2 separate regions of the Cricetulus griseus genome follow, and region 1 is linked to region 2. Evidence: chromatin contacts called from public Hi-C data. All regions are on one chromosome and are shown on one strand. Each heading gives the region's core, a stretch centred on a gene start, on an enhancer-like site or on the middle of the called end of the contact. The rest is flanking DNA. Distances are from core to core; before and after follow the strand shown. Region 1 holds the start of Arf6 (ADP-ribosylation factor 6). Region 2 holds the start of Vcpkmt (protein-lysine methyltransferase METTL21D).

Evidence for each region. Hi-C and Micro-C count contacts between places; a contact is called where the count stands out from the background.
Region 1: a contact with region 2 is called in a Hi-C map of the CHO-K1 cell line, with 4 times the contacts expected there. The contact joins the promoter of Arf6 here to the promoter of Vcpkmt in region 2. A contact is called at or near these places in 4 of 8 Hi-C or Micro-C datasets (the CHK-Q cell line, the CHL-YN cell line, the CHO-K1 cell line and 1 more).

What each region holds. Positions count from the first base shown.
Region 1 is chr5:133,997,402-134,003,001 of CriGri-PICRH-1.0, reverse strand. Arf6 (ADP-ribosylation factor 6) reads left to right here and starts at 2,522. Exons shown (of 1, transcript XM_027418155.2): 1 at 2,522-5,600. The coding sequence starts at 2,702. The coding sequence ends at 3,229.
Region 2 is chr5:133,803,654-133,808,660 of CriGri-PICRH-1.0, reverse strand. It overlaps Vcpkmt (protein-lysine methyltransferase METTL21D), which reads right to left and starts at 3,134. Exons shown (of 6, transcript XM_027418157.2): 1 at 2,816-3,134; 2 at 2,615-2,725; 3 at 2,396-2,465; 4 at 1,140-1,259; 5 at 1-66. The coding sequence starts at 3,093. It overlaps Sos2 (son of sevenless homolog 2), which reads right to left. Exons shown (of 23, transcript XM_027418159.2): 23 at 3,937-5,007.

The DNA.
Region 1 (5,600 bases), core at 1,273-3,772, 190 kb before region 2:
ACCACTAATATGATAATAAAAAATTCATATAAAATTTATTGGCTAGATGGAATCAAGAAAATAAAATGTTTCATCTGTGGTATGGTTTAGTAGTTTCCTAAATTGTTGCCACTTGAAAGTATTTTTGTATATTAACATTTAGCTTAACTTAAAACAAAACAAAAAACCAAGAGCTCACTATGTAACCTTGGCTGTCCTGGAGCTTGGTCTGTAGACCAGGCTGGCCTCAGATAATCATCAGCCTGTGCCTCCCGAGCCCTGGGGTCAGAGGCACACACCACCTTACATTTTTAAAAATAGGTCTTATTCGGTGTTTCGTGTGTGTGTGTGTGGGGGGGCGAGAGCTACTGGAGTTCAGAGGACAACTTGTGGGAATAAGGTCTCCTTTAACCATGTGGATCTCAAGGATTGAATTCAAGTCCGGAGTGGTGGCAAGTGCTTTAATCACTAAGCCATCTCAAACAGCCCCCAAATTGACCTATTTTTAGAAAGTGGCATGATATTCCAAGTTTAAAATTTTCACTATCAGTGACTATGTTCTTGCCATTGTTAATTGTTTTGTATTATAATTATTCTTTAATAGTTTGTTATTGGGGCTGGGGAGATGACTCAGAGGCTAAAAAGCACTTGCTCTGTAAGCACAAATACCAGAGTTCAAACCTTCAGTCAGCACCCAAGTGAAAAGCCTGGTGTGGATTCAAGTACCGGTTGTTCCATAAGTGGGGTCACACCAGTAATCCTAACCCTATCCCCTCTCCTCGGAGGTGGAGGCTGGAGAATAATAATTTCAAGAACATCCTGAGCTATACACAGTGAATGTGATGCCAGCCTGGGACTCCAGCCTGAATTAAACATTAAATGTATTACGTGTCAAATGGTGACAGCCTAGGCCTAGGCTGGCCTAGAATTTATGCCTCACTTTCATCAGTTCGGGGACAGGCTGAGCCACCTTGTCTCGCTGGTGGCTACAGATTTTCTTAGGTTACAAAATAGAAACAGTATTATTATCAAACGCTGTTGTAACAACTTCTTTTAACTTTCTTTTCTCCCCTTGTGTTTATTTCTGCCCTTATTTGATATTTAAAGTTTCTATTCTAACCTTAACACTATTCATTTAATACAAAAAATGTTTCCAGGACCAGCTGGCTTAGCAGGTGAAGGTGGGGGCCGCCAAGCTTGATGACTTTTGAGTTTGATAGCTAGGACCCGCATGGTGGAAGAATTGACTCTGGCAAGTTGTCCTCTGACCTCTCCTGCGCACACGGACACTAAATGAGAAAGTATTAAAAAAAAAAAACCGAAACAAAACCCAAATAGGTTTCCTTATTGTTCGTGCAGCCCAGAGGTCAATTTAAGGGAGTTTTCTCCTTTCACCCTATGCGTTCTGAGCCTGGGGCACAGGTCCTCATTGTCGTCGGCCCTGATACTCTTTTCCTAAGAAACGTGGGCGGTTCCGACGAGACTTACAAAGAGAAGGAGTTTAAACGTTCCAAAGCAGGGTTTCGGAGCAAACCCAAGACTAGAAAAAAGTGAGGGCTACTTTGACGGACGGCTTCGGTGGCACGCCGACCTCCCACGTGTCTTCCAGGAAGCTGGAGGAAGTCGGGAGGCGACCGGGTAGAAAGGAGACCGTGTTGCTGGCAGGCTGGGGCGAGCGGGAGGGACGTTGCGCGGGGAGTCTGGGAACAAGCCTCGGCAGCGTGGGTGGGGGCGTCGGTCTCCAGCGCCGACGACGCCCACCCCGCAAGCGGCTTTGCACCCCGCGCCTCCGAGCGGCGGAGGAGGAAAAAACCGGGGAAGACCCCCCGGGAGAGCGACAGGTGGGCGCGTCGCCAACCCCGCGCCGCCGGGCTTCCGCGAGGCGCCTCCCTGGGTCCTGCGAGCCGCCGTAGCCCCGCCCCCCGGCGCGTGGCGCCCGTGACGTTGGGCGCGCGGGCCACCACTCTCCTTACTGAGGTCGCGCTCTTCCGAACGGTCGGGCCGAGTTGCGCACGCGCAGTCGGGAGGGGAAGTGAGGCGGTTTCCTCGGCGCCTTTTCCGGCGGCAGCGGCGGCGGCGGCAGAGCTGGGAGGAGGAGGAGGAGGTGCAGGCCGGAGGGAACCCGCGCTCGGGGCGGCGGCGGCGGCAGCTGGAGGTAACCCTCCCGGGCCGATCCCCGACCGGCGGGCCGCGTCGGCCTCCGCACCCACGGAGTCCCGGCGGTAACTCCCTTCTTCCCTTCTCTGTGTCCCTGCAGGCAGCACCGAGTTCCCGCGAGGATCCATGACCTGACGGGGCGCGGAGCCGCGCTCCTCGTCGGGTGACCCGGGTCGGTGGCGAGCCCGGTGCTCGCGGGCCGGCGGGAGGGCCGCGGTTGAGCCGCCGCGTGCCGAGGCGGCGGCGGAGCTGCTGTCGGCGGCGCCTGCGGGGGAAGGGCAGTTCCGGGCCGGCCGCGCCTCGCCTCGCCTCAGCAGGGCGGCGGCTCTCCCCGGCGCAGACGCAGGGCCCGGGCGGCGGGCGATGCCCGAGTGAGCGCAGGCCGGGCCCCTGCCCCTAGCAGGCAGCTTCGCGCAGGCCGCACGCAGGGCGTCCTCGCGCGGGGGCGGCTCCGTTTCGATCTCGCGGCGGTAGCAGCGGCGGCGGCGGCGGCAGCGGCGGCGGCGTTATAGGCTGAGGGGACCCGGGACACCTGAATGCCCCCGGCCCCGGCTCCTCCGACGCGATGGGGAAGGTGCTATCCAAGATCTTCGGGAACAAGGAAATGCGGATCCTCATGCTGGGTCTGGACGCAGCCGGCAAGACAACGATCCTGTACAAGTTGAAGCTGGGCCAGTCGGTGACCACCATTCCCACGGTGGGTTTCAACGTGGAGACGGTGACTTACAAAAACGTCAAGTTCAACGTGTGGGATGTGGGCGGCCAGGACAAGATCCGGCCGCTCTGGCGGCATTACTACACCGGGACCCAGGGTCTGATCTTCGTGGTGGACTGCGCCGACCGCGACCGCATCGACGAGGCCCGCCAGGAGCTGCACCGCATTATCAATGACCGGGAGATGAGGGACGCCATAATCCTCATCTTCGCCAACAAGCAGGACCTGCCCGATGCCATGAAACCCCATGAGATCCAGGAGAAACTGGGCCTGACCCGGATTCGGGACAGGAACTGGTATGTGCAGCCCTCCTGTGCCACCTCCGGGGACGGACTCTATGAGGGGCTCACATGGTTAACCTCTAACTACAAATCCTAATGAGCATCCTCCACCCATCCCCCGGAAGGAGAGAAATCAAAAACCCATTCATAGGATTATCGCCACCATCATCAACCTCTTTCAATTGCCACTTTCTTTTTTGAATCTGAACTCTGGAGTTACTGTTCTACGGTTTAGTGGGGTTGGGGTTTCCTCTTTTTCTTTTTCTTTATTTTTTTCTTTCTTTCTTTTTTTTTTTTTTTTTTGGCTTTGCGTTAGGATGCTCTGATCTGATATTTGACACGAAAACAGTGCTAGATGCTCTTGTGACTTCCAGCAAACGGGGTGGGGTAATAGCAGCTCTTGGTAAAATCCTTTATAATAATGGTTTGATTTTTTTATGTCGAGAGAATCTTTTTTTCCCCCCAATGTATGCTTTTTTCCTTTTTGCCCAGTTTCTTACCACTTGCTGTAGATGGCTTATTTTGCATTCATGCAGACTATGTTGCGAGTCTGTTTCATCTAGTAAACTGAAAATTATTGCTTAATCAAACTGCCGTTTGTCTTTTATATTTAAGGCCTTCCCCCTTTCCTTGTTAGTGCTAACTTTAGCAATTTCAAATGTGACCTTTTATATCCAAGACCAGTATGGTGAACTTAGCCCACAGTGGCAAAATAATGAGTAATACCAGTGTAATGTTCCAGTTGCACATCAGTGTGTGAAACAGGTAATGTAGGGAATCCCTTCAGGTGTCAGCTATTAAAGTGCATGAGTAGGAGTAAACTCAAGTTCCCTCACCATAGCTAACGTACGCTGCATAAAACAACTCACCTCTACAAGGGGGCAGATCTTTTAAACTGCAAAGTTAGTAACTTTGCTATTTCCCTCTCTTCTTCCTTTAAAAATAGACTCTTTCCAGAAAATGGAGCAATAATGGTGTACGCCACACAGATGAAATATTTGTAGATATTTTAAGTGACTTTCGGGCAAAATCGGCATATGTTACCTTGTTTCAAATCTCTTAAGACAAGTAGCTTTAAAATTACTAAACATTTACTTTGTTCACTAATAAAACATTTAAAAAGTCAAATTATATGCACCTTTTCCTAGCTGGAAAAAAAATACACATTCCTGTTTTCACATTACAGCAACTGATTAAACTGAAGATATATGACTTTTTTTTAAATAGATGAGTGATCTACATCTCCATTAATTAAAACACTGGAAAAGATGTTTTATTTAAAAAAAAGGTATTTAGTTTTGCTTGATTGTAGTATTAACTCATGCAAATAGATATCCTGTTGGTTCAGTCGTAGATCGTCTCCTTTAAGGAAGAAATGTGCTGAATGAGTGATGGAGACTGGAGGGGTGACACAGGGAGTAGGATGACGAGAAAGAACCTACAGATGACAATGAATGTAAATTTATTTTTCTTTAAGGGTAAGCATTGTGCTCTCTGGTGATATCCAGATCTTAACAAGATGAGCTGGTTAGGACCAGTTACTAGATTGAGACCACTATGGTGATAATTTTGAACCAAATGTTAATGTTGATTCAGAATTGTGAAGCAGCATCTGGTTCTTGTGTAGCCTTAAGGATTAATGTAGTGATCCTCAAGGAATGAAACTTAGGGAGTTTCGGAAATGTAGACTGCCAGGGCAGGATACAGGAAAAGGTGGAATGGTTCTGTTTATGAGGGTGTCTGAAAACTAAAGTCAAGCCGGATATCATGGTATCGTTGGACAGTATTGGTCCTTCATGTTTTGGCCATATTGTATAATGGAGCTTTTACCAAAGATGTATGAGAAACAGAAGGCTATACAAAAATGAGCTGTAAGTAAAACTAACTAAAAGCAGATGAGAAAAGGTGCTATGTTGTAGGCTCCTATTGGTGCAGAGGGATTTTGAAATCAAGACGCAACTAAAACCTAAAGTTCTCAGTTTCACATTAATAAAAATATCTCTAGAAATGAAGCTGATTCACATATTTAAGAACATTATAGTTGCTTTTAAAAATTCCCAAAGCTCCACCGTAAATGTAATTCTTAGTGTTTTAAATGATTACATTTTAAGGTACATAAATATGGTTATACAAATATCAATGCTACAGTAACATCCTGAAACAAAATAAGCACAAAGGTATAAATGCCTAAACTGGAGGAAACTTGAAACCCTCATGTTGATTCTTAAATGTAGTATTCTAACTTGTGACAGACAGATTGGTAGACAGCCATTTTTTTGTGTGTCTTAAAATAACTGGGGGCATAGTTAAAATTTTATACAAGTGATTGCTATTACTGAATGTTGCAGGTGAGATGGGTTATTTTTAGTTTATTTGAAATGTCTGAAAAGGGTGGGAGGGGGGAAACATTTGAAATTTGAAGAAAACCTAAACCTTTTGGAAAGAAACTGTAATTTTCACTTACATTT
Region 2 (5,007 bases), core at 1,885-4,384:
ACTTCGGTATTCCTCATCATGTTTGTCCAAAGGGATTTCCTCAAAGTCAAAGTCTAGTTGGAGGAGCTGTAAATTTAAAGGACACACATGTTATACTCAGTAATTTGGACAGACTTATGGTAATGAAGTCAGGGTGATGATCACTGCTGGAGAATGACCGACCAGTAAGGGCAACGTGGAAACCTTCTCATTTCTGTATCTTTATGTTGGAGCAGTTATTTGGATGAAAATGCATGAGCTGAGAACTTGATATACGTGTGCTGGACATGTTTTAACTAAATACAAATTATTTTAATTATACATAATTTCAAAAGTTCATTAACATTGCCTCATAATCATGAAAAACATGGAACTCAGTGTATGTTATCTGAGGGAGTCATATACATGCTTTTGTCATTAAGCCAATTTTCAATGGGCTGAATTTGTGCCCATAAAAGGATCTAGGTCACCGCTTGGAGGAAGAGTGAAGGACAGATATCGGAAAATAGGCCTCCCTTTAAAAAATTTCTTCTCCCGCCCCCCCCCTTGTCTCCCCCTGGTACCCCCTCTTACCTTCCCTGCAACCTACGCCCCCATCCACTCCTCCCGACAGGTAACGGCTTCCACGGGGAGTTGACATAATGGCACATTAAGTTGGGGCAGGACCAAGCCCCTCCCCACTGCATTAAGGCTGAACATGGCATCCCCTCACAGGGAATGGGCTTTGACAAGTTGGCTCATGCTCCAGGGATAAATCTGGTGACTAAAACCCTGAAAGTGATTAACTAGGTAAAATGTATAATAAAAATATATAGGAAAATACAGAACTAAAAGTCACCACTTGCACATTTGTATCAGGTATTCTTTAAAACACATCGCTGATAAGCTTCAGAGCCAGTCTGTATTGAACAGTCTTGTAAACGGTCTCAGGAAAGACAAACTTGTCATCACCAGTCCCCGACACTGCTCTGCGGAACAATATGGACTACTGAGAACAGAGACGACTCAAGACTGGGAAGATCCGAGAACGGTGGGCTCTGTGCAGGAGGGCTGTGGAGGATCTTCTCCTCAGGTTATCAAGAGAAAGTTTTCCCCAGATGAAACTGTCAGAGCAACCACATACAGCTCCCCAGAGGATGACTGTTACACACAATACTCACCTCAAAATATTTCTTCTCAATTTCTGGATTTTTCCCCATTGTACGTTGTTCATAGCAACATATAATACATGTTTCAGATCCACTGAGCTCTTTTAATGTTTTTAGCAATGGTTCCAATGACTATTTAAAAAACAAAGGACAATTTTCAATTTATTACTTCAAGAATTTCCTGTTACACAAAGGCGGCAGGAGGTGAAGAGGCCAACTGCCCTATAATCAAACCATTCTGAATCAATACCACAACATTCCACAACTAGATTGTTAAACAACCACTGACTAAGCAACAATTATACTGATTTCTATCAACAACAAAATCCTAAAGATTAGATCTTGTTTCCACAGGAAAACAGGCAGAATTGACTTGTTTCTTTTTGTTTGAATAGGGGTGTATTAAATAGACTAGGCTGGCATTGAACTTGCAGAGATTCCTCTATTTTAGCCTCCCAAGTGCTGGCATTACAGGAGTTGTGCTTAGTTAGATACAAATCTTAAAAGTCTAATTTCATTTAACCTAAGTTAATGTGGTATTTAAACAATCAACAATATATTTACAAAAGCCAGCCTGACCCTAGTGGTGTAAGATTTATTTTTATTATTTTAATTATGTGCATGTGTGTTTTCTGTGTATGGGCATGTGCACAGGTGTTAAGTGACTGCAGAGGCCAGAGAAATTGGATCCCCCTCTGGAAGAATATGTGCTCTTAACTGCTGACCCCATATTTGAACATCAGTTGGTGCAACAGCTGTTAGTTTAAAAACAAATACTGCCCAGCACTGTATAAATTGCTATGTAAAGAAAATTCATTCCACAAGTGTAATAAATCTTGTCACTGAAAATTAACTAATTCTTGGGAGGGTCTAACTCTGTGGCCTATGCTGGCCTAGCATTCATGGCAACCATCCTGCCTGGGCCTGCTCCTATGTCCTGGGATTCCAGGTGTAAGCCACCATGCCCGACTTGCATCTTAATTTTCAATGTCCTGGTTAGCAGTGAGTGGGGAAGAAAGAAAGGAGGGAGGGATGGGTTAGCTTTTCATAATATATCCAAATGGGAAAACCCTTTTTTTAAAAAACTTACAAAAACCCTTCAGTAGAGTGCATGTAAGTTTCCCAACCACTATTCGCAGGCCTGTCTGCTTATCCTGAACTGTATACACACGCTGACCATGACGATTCTGTCTTCTCTAATATCCCACACCCAGAGCTGTTACAACGTGAAGAAACGCGGGCTTCCTTCCGGCTCACTCAACACTCACCTCCTCATAGTATATGCAGTCAGCCATCAAAATGTAGTCTGGTGAAGTCAAGTCTTCTAGTTCTTCCCCCCTTAAAAATGTCAAACGTATGTCTTTAACCGACGCTTTAACAATTTAAAATATTCATTTCAGAAACGAGAAGCAGAAAGAAAGTTTCCCTCATTAGCCACGCCTTGAGCAGAGAATGCAATTTAAAACAAGCTGAAAGGCCATACAAACCATTTCAGTACCTTGGCTTGAACAGAACCAGTCACAAGATGCTTGTTCATATTAATGTTCATTTTCAGCAAGTCTTGCAGCTCCTCGAGATCGGTGACTACAACATCTGCCCTAAAAAACAACCTCGGTTGGGGACCAGGCTCTCGGCTGCGGGCCGGTGACCCGATGCGGGCCCGCCAGCGCCTCCCCGCCAGCTCTTACCCGAGGGTCGCGGCCATGAGCCCCACAGCCCCGGTGCCCGAGCCCAGCTCCAGCACCGAGCGGCGACTCAGCGCGTGGGCCCCGTCGCCGGAAAACGCCGGCGTCTCCAGGTACTTGGAAAGGACGATGGCGGCGTCCCACACCACGCAACCCACGCCTCCGGAGCCGTACTGCTGTAGCCGAAGGGCTGTCCCATCCCGCTTCTCCAGAACCCGCACGAAGCTCCACAGCGGGTCCTCCGCCTCCGGCTCCGACGCCGGTTCCACGGCGGTCGCCATTGCTGCCGCTACAGGCTGTGGCACGTGGTGACGTCACGCTCACGCACGGCCCGCGCCTCCCAGCGGCAGAGCGGCTGTCCACAGCGCGTGCGTGAGTCTCAAAGCCCGGAAGGCAGCTGGAGCCGGCGGACCTACCTGTAAGCGGCCGGGTTGGCTGCTACTGAAGCAAGCAAGCAAGCGACAGTGCTTTTCGTTGCCTGGAGAATGGCTCACACAGAGCTGTTGGCTATAGATCTAGGCAGCTATAGATCCAGGTCCTATCACAAATGGTTATGCTCAAGAAGTTTCCTACTGTGCATCTGTCTTTTTATATGAGTACATAAAAAAGATTGGCTGGGAACTTGCTACTTGCTCTCAAAGGAAAAAAAGGTTAATCCTCTAATATTTACATCCCCTGGGGCCAAAAGGTGGCCAGCAAGACCAAGTACCTGAATTCCAGGACTCACTTAGTAAAGGAGAGAATGGCCTCCTGCAGACTGGCCTGACTTTCACACTGGATCTGTGGTTTGCACACCACATAAATACTCACACAAAGGTGATAAATGGATAGATGATATATATATATATATATATATATATATATATATATATATATATATATATATATATATGATAGATGAGAGATTCTTGTAGATTTTTCTCTTTTCAGCTTTGTTGGTGGTTTTGTTTTTTGCAGGATGGTCTCCTGTATCCCAAGTAGGCTTCAAACTCATTACATAGCTGAGTCTGACCTTGAACTCCAGCTCCTTATCTCTCGACCTCTCAACTGTTGGAACTACAGCTGTATGCCACTGAACCCAGCTTTCTTTTGTTCTTTGTGATAAAAAAACAATATTGCAAATCTTTTAAAAATTAAGACTGAGGTGATTTATTAATCTTGTTAAGAACTCTGATACAAAGCACAGTCAAAGGCCACAGACCAGTAGATAAACAACGTGGCTTTTGGCTACTTTACAACTGCTGCTACTGCTCTATCGGCATAACACCCTTTGACCACTTCGAACGAGAACGTCCAAATGACAAAAGCTTTATCCTCTGCCTGATTAAAAATTTAATAAAGCTTTAAGTATTTTCTGTTCAAATATTACCAATCTGGAAAAAACTTTTAAAAAATTTCAATTAACACGAGATTAAAGAAAGTTAATAGGTTTTGAAGACAAGGCAGTTGGCAGTTGGTTCCTATGCCATAAGAAACTTTTGTTCTTGACTTACAAATTAGTAAAATAGCAGATTGTATTATAGGCCTCAAGTCACTTAAATTTATATAGGTTATTAGCATTATCTTTAAATATATACAATATAAATAAACTGTACATACATGGCATATTAACTTTGTTTTCCCAAACAAGAGGCAAATCATTAGCTAAAGACACCATACACTGCAAACAAAAGGTGCATCTTAATGAGATACATGCCCCTTTTCTTCTATAATTGGGTTATATAGAATTGTTTGTAATTTTAACAAAATAATAAACACAGTGCATTCTATTATTTCCATTCTATTTTCTGGTTTTGTCTTCAGCAGCAAATACTGGCATTTAAGACATGGCATCAAAGAGTTTAAGAACAGTGGGTGTTATTCACTAGATGTAAAAACCAAATAAAGTTAAAACACAGAAGATAGTCAGAGGGTTTAAAAACCAGTAACATCACAGTACATCTTTGTATCTGTGTAAATTTGTTGCCATGAAAAGGCATCTATTACTCAAATTTGAGAAATTCCTCGAGAACACTATCCCCTTTCAGTGCAGTCAGTATCATTTTAAGCCATATTTTAGCAGAGTCTACAGTGCAAATAGAAATTCATTATACTGGCCTTTGGGCAGCACTGAGAAACTGAGACAAGGCAATGCTACTGATCACCTGAGGGTTATGGTGAAGGGCTTTTGCATTTTAATTTTTAGAGTTCTTTTC